2 separate regions of the Oryctolagus cuniculus genome follow, and region 1 is linked to region 2. Evidence: chromatin contacts called from public Hi-C data. All regions are on one chromosome and are shown on one strand. The core of a region is the stretch at or near the end of the contact, and the rest is flanking DNA. Distances in the headings are between cores, read along the strand shown. Region 1 overlaps ITPR2 (inositol 1,4,5-trisphosphate receptor type 2). Region 2 overlaps ITPR2 (inositol 1,4,5-trisphosphate receptor type 2).

Evidence for each region. Hi-C and Micro-C count contacts between places; a contact is called where the count stands out from the background.
Region 1: a Hi-C map of embryonic fibroblasts shows a contact between it and region 2, with 2.2 times the contacts expected there. The contact joins two enhancer-like sites. A contact is called at or near these places in 3 of 6 Hi-C or Micro-C datasets (embryonic fibroblasts, skin fibroblasts and an unstated tissue).

Annotation. Positions count from the first base shown.
Region 1 is chr9:123,928,477-123,932,169 of mOryCun1.1, forward strand. All of the region lies in intron 10 of ITPR2 (inositol 1,4,5-trisphosphate receptor type 2), which reads right to left. Among named protein-coding and RNA genes, the nearest start is that of ITPR2, 140 kb to the right of the region's middle. Within about 2 kb of position 1,820, at least 4 of the 8 cell types and tissues checked have an H3K27ac peak or open chromatin away from gene starts, as enhancers often do.
Region 2 is chr9:123,741,865-123,745,490 of mOryCun1.1, forward strand. All of the region lies in intron 37 of ITPR2 (inositol 1,4,5-trisphosphate receptor type 2), which reads right to left. Among named protein-coding and RNA genes, the nearest start is that of SSPN, 330 kb to the left of the region's middle. Within about 2 kb of position 1,362, at least 5 of the 8 cell types and tissues checked have an H3K27ac peak or open chromatin away from gene starts, as enhancers often do.

The DNA of each region.
Region 1 (3,693 bases), core at 570-3,069, 190 kb after region 2:
CTCCCCGAATTCCCACAACTGCTAGGACTGAGCCTGTCTGAAGCCAGGAGCCCGGAGCTCTATCCAGTCTCCATGTGCACGGCAGGAAGCTAAAACCTGAGCTGCCCTCTGCTGTCTCGCACACAATGTACTCGCAGGAAGGGGCTCAGCAGCCAAGCATCCAGGATGCAAACCAGGCATCCAACATGGAGTGCAGGCATTCAGGTGACTTATTCACTGCTGTATTAATAGGAGATCAGGATGTAACTGAGACAAGCGGAGAGTCCGTGAACAAGAACTAAACAGTTTCTCTCACCGACGCCCTGTGTGGATGCAACAAGTGAGAACCCCGGAATATACCACACCCCAAAAAGGAACACATGCCATCCACACCCGAGCATCCTGCACATCGATCTTATTCTAATTTAGCTTTCAGTATGAAATCTTCCTTCAAGGTAAGCACACTAACTGATCCCAACTGCTTAGATTTCTCTAGCAGTTAAACTTGAAAATTAGCATTTTGTTTATCCGTTGGTCAATCCTGCTTCTCTCCGCTTCTGGAATGGTAACAAACACAAGAGACTGTGCTCCTGGCCTGCCCTCCTTGGCAACGGCTCACCAACAAGCAGACGGGGGCTCCCTATTTGGACAGTCTTACACCACGAGGACAATCTTTTCCAAACACAGAAAAAAACTTATTAATTAGGATTAATTAAAAGAGGTCACTGTGAATTACTCATGCTATTTAAGGTCTGTGGTTTTAATTATATACAGTAAGTAGAAGGTACAGGCCTATCCTTACATACTTTGCTTAGGCCCTTGGAAAAGAGTTTTAATAAGTAGTAAAGTCCCTTTCTAAGTGACCTAACAATTGTTTATGTGTGAGAGCTCTACCATGTTTAGAAGTCTTAAGCACTCTTTTTTAAATCTCTAGTTCTCTGCTAATTTGATTAACAAAGTCTCCTTCCTAAACAATTTGACAATATACTTCAAGCACATCTTTCGGATTTTCTAACTATAAATCTGAATAATGAGTTCTAAATCTACAACTTTTAATATATGAATCAAGCTTCAACACTAAAGAAAATCCTTGCAACATGAAGACAATTCTGTCCAAAATTAAGCACTGGAGGCTTTTTTTGTTTATCAGGGACCTTCAAAAAGCTCATGGGCAAACAGAAGTGAAAGACCAGTTTACTGGGGTGCAAAGAATTTTTGAAACCCATGCCTAGTTTTTTCATAGTATGCATTTTCCATGAACTTTTTGAAGACCCCTTAGATAAAACCACACTGATTTGAAAGTAATAAAAAAAGACACTGAATGCTGTTTGCCGCAAAGATTTACAGAAGCATAAAGCCCTCTTGTATCATGAAACGGACCAAGGAACAACAGAGCTTCAACAGATGTCAAATTCAGCATCAGCTGGCTCTCCAAAACAGGTCCAACTGAGCGGCTGGCTGGCTGGCTGCGCAGGGTCTCAGGACGCTAACTCAGGGGGTGAGCTCGCATCACAAGTCAGCACTCCTCCCTGGAAGGGAGGGATGCGGCTCTCAGGTTACTCTAGGAGAAAGCTTCCCTTAGGAGCAGCCAGCCCACTAAAGGAACGCCTCTGGCTTCCGGCTGCCCAGGGCCAGCGGGAGGCAGCTCAGTGGTGGGCCCCTGGGACACCTTCTCTGTTGACTCACTCGTGACTCACGGGGTTTTCAGCAGTGACGTCACATTGCAGTCGGGAGCCAGAGACATTCCGTAAGAAACAAGGTCTGCTTTCCAGAGCTGACTCAGACCTGTGCCCGCCGCGGCAGTGACACACCTGCAGCTCTGCTTCCCCTCGCATCCTCCGTCCTCAGGTGCTCCCAGCAGACTTACATAACCACACACAGCGCTGCCATTTTAAGCTGCAGGCTGCAAGCACTCTTTTTCTTGCCAAGATTCCCTAACAAACTGTTACTCTCAATTCCTTTCTTCCTTGCCACCTTACTGCTGATGAGTACAGAGAAAAACTCAAGACAATCTGGGGGGTCTTTATATAGAATCTGGTAGGTTCCCCTCCCCCAACTTCTACACGATAGAATTTTCAAGATTGTTTCAGCTGAGTGTCCTGCTTCCTGGGACATGCCAGCGTATGTATGTAAATGCACGCTAGAACAACGGCTCTCAATGGGAAAAACCGGGCCCAAGGCAGCTGGCAACTTCTGGACACACTTTTGATGGCTACAGTGAAGGTGTGGGGGACAGCTGCTAGCCCTGGCCAGGAGAGGCCACAGGCGCTGCTTAACATCCCACAACACAAATGACCTTCCCTCCAACGTCAGTGCTGCCGGAGTGGAGAAACCCCAGCACGGACAAAAGACACTCCTTCCGAAACCAGATCACACCACACATAAACACGATGACATCAACATGAACACCGTTACTTCCAGAAAGTCCTCTTCCATGATCCAGCTGAAAAGATGCAACCTTTCAAAGGGAAGAAATAATGAGTGTCAGCTTCCCAGCTGGGCTTGACACAGTTCCAGTGTTTACAGAGTCCCTGGGGATGCTATACATTTATAAGGCTAGAAATAACAGACTCCTTCGCAGAATAAACACAGCGATGTGGGTCCTAACGGGAGCTCTGACACACACCGCCTAATTTCAGCAGCACCACACATGAACCTCTGAAACTTCAAAAATGGAAGCCACCATTTTGATAAAGGCTTCTAAATTACAGGAAAAAAAATATTAACTGTCCATTAAACAGAAAACATAGGGAAAATTAGGAAAGAAAAGAAATTAGCACAGTTGCCGTGAACTGAGTGTTACTGGAACACAGATGCGTGGTGAAACGTATGTCACATCCTGTAGTGGGAAACTCATTTCCTATTTTACAGGTTGGTGGCTGACTCTAAGGGGGCATGCCATTCAACAGAAACGTGAACACGGCCAGGAGGAGAGCCGTCTACACAACAACAAGCCCTAAGACACCGTGCTAGCTCTACACTTACACGGTCTCAGCTGTGTCGATTCTGGAGAGGGAAAAGAACGGAAGCCAGTGTCCCCAGCTTGAAGTCTCCCTGAGGGACAGAGGAGAGCCAGTTGTGCACTTCTGCAGCTCAGCAGACCCACCGTGCTCTGTGCATTTAAGGTTCTGCTAATGGCACCTGCTTACGCGAAAGGAAAGTTCTTTCTCTCCATTAGAGGTCAGAGAGGGAAGAAGAGGAAACCTATCAAGCTTGACAAGCACCAGGAGGGAAATTCGCCACGGATGTGTTATTTCTGTGCTGCTCTATAAACCTCTGTACACCACATGCTTAACCTCTGCTCGGCCTAGAACCACCATCAGCAACATCAAATCCGATGGAGCAAAAAGGAGAGGAGCACAGAGATGTCAATCAACTGCGCGATTTCAAGCTTTGGTGTGATGCCTTCCAACAGAAACAACTTAATCATTTTTCACCCACGAACATCTTCTATTCAAAGAGCAGCCATTCTTCTGATCTCACTGTATCCTCCTGGCACCAGGTCAGGCTCACAGGGCAAACATCTTCATCCCATTACACAGGAAAACAACTGAGCCTCAGGAAAGCCATCTGACATGGCCAAGGCCACGTACGTTGCAGTGGTACTACAGGTGCAGCTCTCCTGGCCACAAATCCAAACTAAAGAAATCACGCAGAAGATTATACACAGAAATCTGGAGACACAGAAATGCAGTCCCTGGCATGAGGCAGGTG
Region 2 (3,626 bases), core at 112-2,611:
TCACACATAATAGCTGTGCATGTTTATGGAGCACAATGTGATAGTTGAACGCATCCGCACAGCATGTGCTGATCAAATCATGGCCATTGGCATTTCCAACTCCTTGTCTTTTCAGCCCTCCAACTCCACTGTTAGAAGGTCTCACATGATTTAAAAAAAAAAAAAAAAAAAAAAGTGAAGCCCTTTTGGAGCAAAGGAAAACGCCACAGCAGCACCAGTTCTGCCAGAGTGCACAACCACTTTACCCAAATCCACAGAGCCAAGTGCCTGAGCCCTGCTGGTCCAAGAGACAGAAAAGCACACCACACACCGTCTCAGCACCTTTGGTTCCAATTCAGTGTCCATCGGACCCCAGTCAACACGAACTCCTCACCTGTGTCTTTGGTTCTAAACTTAACCAAACTTAAATCCCAGCTGGAGGAAAATGAGGGTAGAGTGCTTCAGGAAAACCAATTCCACATCATGGATTTCGATTGGTTCCCAGTGGCTCCAAGACCCTAGTATGATAATCACCCTCAACTTCTTTCCCAAGCCCCAATTTCACTGCACCTGCTGTGACCTTTTTCATCCAGCCCAGATCTGCTTTTGAGAAAAGTTACCACAAGAGCTCAGCCAAGCAACATGGGGTTAATCTTTGATAGTTCCCAGTCCCTTATAATGATCAGCTACATCGTCACAAAGAAAAAAATTCTGCTTAAGATCTGAACACCCATTGAAAATCCCTTCTCACTGCTGTCCCCACGCCCTGCTCCAAATCATTACTCTATCAATTTCTTCAGTCACATTCATAGATCATGTCGTCACATTAAAAAAAAAAAAAAAAAAAAAAAAAAAACAGAAAAAGAAAACTGCTGGCAGCCTTTTAATCAGATTCTCCAAAAACAAAATAGCAAAATCTATTTAAAAACAAACAAACCAAAAAAAAATATTGCTAAATGTCTGTAAGAAAATATTTTTCGGTAGTCATCAGGGCTGATGTTTTTTTCCCTCTCACATTATTTGTCCAGGTTACATAATGGTTAAAATTCTGCTCTTCAGTGGCATGGTGATGTGTATATAATGCAAATATCCTTGCAGGAACTACAATGGTAATTTATCAATTTGTGTGCAGCTAATCAACCCATTTGCTTTCTAGTATAGCGCAGTAAAAGCTTATCTCATGCAGACTCACGGATCCCTCAAAGCAACCTAATTGAATTTCAGGGCCAAGAGCATTGCAGGCCACGTGACGGGTCTCCAGTGGAGCACGGTGCCAGACACTGCAGGCGTTACATAATCACATGCCGCTGCTGGCAGAGCCGCCTCCGTGGCTTGGCAGCCCGCGTCTCCCCAGCCATGCCCTGCAGCTCTAATCCGCACAGAGTGTTCACATGCACAGTCACATGTCTTCTGCCTTTCACAGCACCGAATGGAACAGGGACCACTGCCTGACCGCTAGACAGGGTTCATTAAAGCCAGTCACCGAGTACCTGAGATTGTATCAGGTCAGAACACACAGGAAATAATGAGGCTTCTGAGCCAGCAACAGCCAAAGGAAACTGAAGATTTTTCTCTCCTTTTCTTATCCAGTGAGTAAGGACACACAATGTTGTGCCTACTACTTCAGATGAATATCCAAACTGGGACGTGTGGGAATAATATATATGAGATACTACATAGAGTAGAACCAGTTGACCTCAGCCACAAGGGGAGTTGAGAGTCTAAGACTCATATAATCAACACGGTATTTCCAGATTTCAATCAGAATATGCACAATTATGAAACAGTAAGCATATCTAGTTCTCAAGTAATGCTATTAGATTTTTAAATACTGAGCTACTGTATATATATTTACATATATATACAACTAACCATTATCCTTGTTTTCTTTCAATTTTATTGCTAATGTTGTGCCCTAATATAAAAATATCTCTAAAACTGATAATACAGTATTGCAAAAAAAAAATTCCTACTTTTTTAACTTTTAAAAAATATACAAAACACAAGATCCTGAACTTAGATGCATGTCTGCAGATTCTTTCAAAAACAACTTCAGTTTAGTCCATACCAGCGTTGCTCAACAAAACTTTCTGTGATGGTGGGCCGGCGCCGCGGCTCACTAGGCTAATCCTCCGCCTAGCGGCGCCGGCACACCGGGTTCTAGTCCCGGCCGGGGCTCCGGATTCTGTCCCGGTTGCCCCTCTTCCAGGCCAGCCCTCTGCTGTGGCCAGGGAGTGCAGTGGAGGATGGCCCAGGTGCTTGGGCCCTGCACCCCATGGGAGACCAGGAAAAGCACCTGGCTCCTGGCTCCTGCCATCGGATCAGCGCGGTGCGCCGGCCACAGCGCGCTGGCCGCGGCGGCCATTGGAGGGTGAACCAACGGCAAAGGAAGACCTTTCTCTCTGTCTCTCTCTCTCACTGTCCACTCTGCCTGTCAAAAAAAAAAAAAAAAACAACTTTCTGTGATGGTGAAAATGTTATTAGGGAGGAAAAAAATGAAAACAAAGGAAACAAAACAAATGAAAGCAAAATACTCAAACAATATTTTTTTCTTATCCCAACATGTGTTTACCAACTCACCATATATTAAAATATTATCCAAATATTTACTTGAGCTAGTATGAGTTTAAAACTTATAATTATGAAATGTCAATTCAAAATATAGGTGAGACAAAAATAAAACATTTATTGTATAAAGCTTTAAACAAAGGAATGCTGAGTGGGATCAATCATTTATGAGATGATGACACCTACTGGTGAGTTGTGATATTGCAGCCTAGCTCTAAAGGCTCTGTCCATTTACCATCTCCTGGAAGAGGGAAGAAAAAAAAAAAACTTCAAAAGATTAAAATTTAAAATATAAACATCACTGGGGCTGGCACCATGGCACAGCAGGTCAAGCTGTGACTTGCAGCACCGGCATCCCACTGGGGCGCCAATTTGAGTCCTGGCTGCTTCACTTCCAATCCAGTTCCCTGCTAATGCACCTGGGAAAGCAGTGGAAGATGGCCCAAGTGATTGGGGCCCTGCACCCACATGGGAGACCCAGAAGAAGCTCCTGGCTCCTGGCTTCTGCCTGGACTAGCACTGGTCATTGTGGCCATTTGTGGAATGATCCAGTGGGTAGAAAATATCTCTCTTTCATATAAATAAATATTTTTTTTTAAGTAAGCATCAATACCACAAGGAGAACATGGGCAAGGGAGACAATGGCTGGCGAAAGCCACTCTCCATTCCTGACGTTCCCACATCCAGACTTCATGCCCCTCCCTCTTCAACAACTCCCTCTGAACAATTTTCAGTTCAAGCTCTGTCACAGGAATAGACATCCCAACGTGTTAAAGAGGCGGAGACCTGGAGACGCACTGCAGAAACTCTTGCTCAGGAGCCACGGCACTACCTTGCTGAACCCTACAGGGCTTCTCCCAGGGCCACAGCCACAGGATTAACCTGGGCGCCACCCCAATGAAACGCTTCCCTCCGTGACTGCAAGGTGTACCCCTCCCTGCAGACTGCATGGTGCAGCCCCCTGTCAGACAGCTTTCACCCTGCACATTTATGCCCTAGCACCACCGACACAAGACCTGTCCCACATGGACAGACTGCTTTCAACAGGACTGGTGCTCCAGGTACCCGGCTCGCTGTCC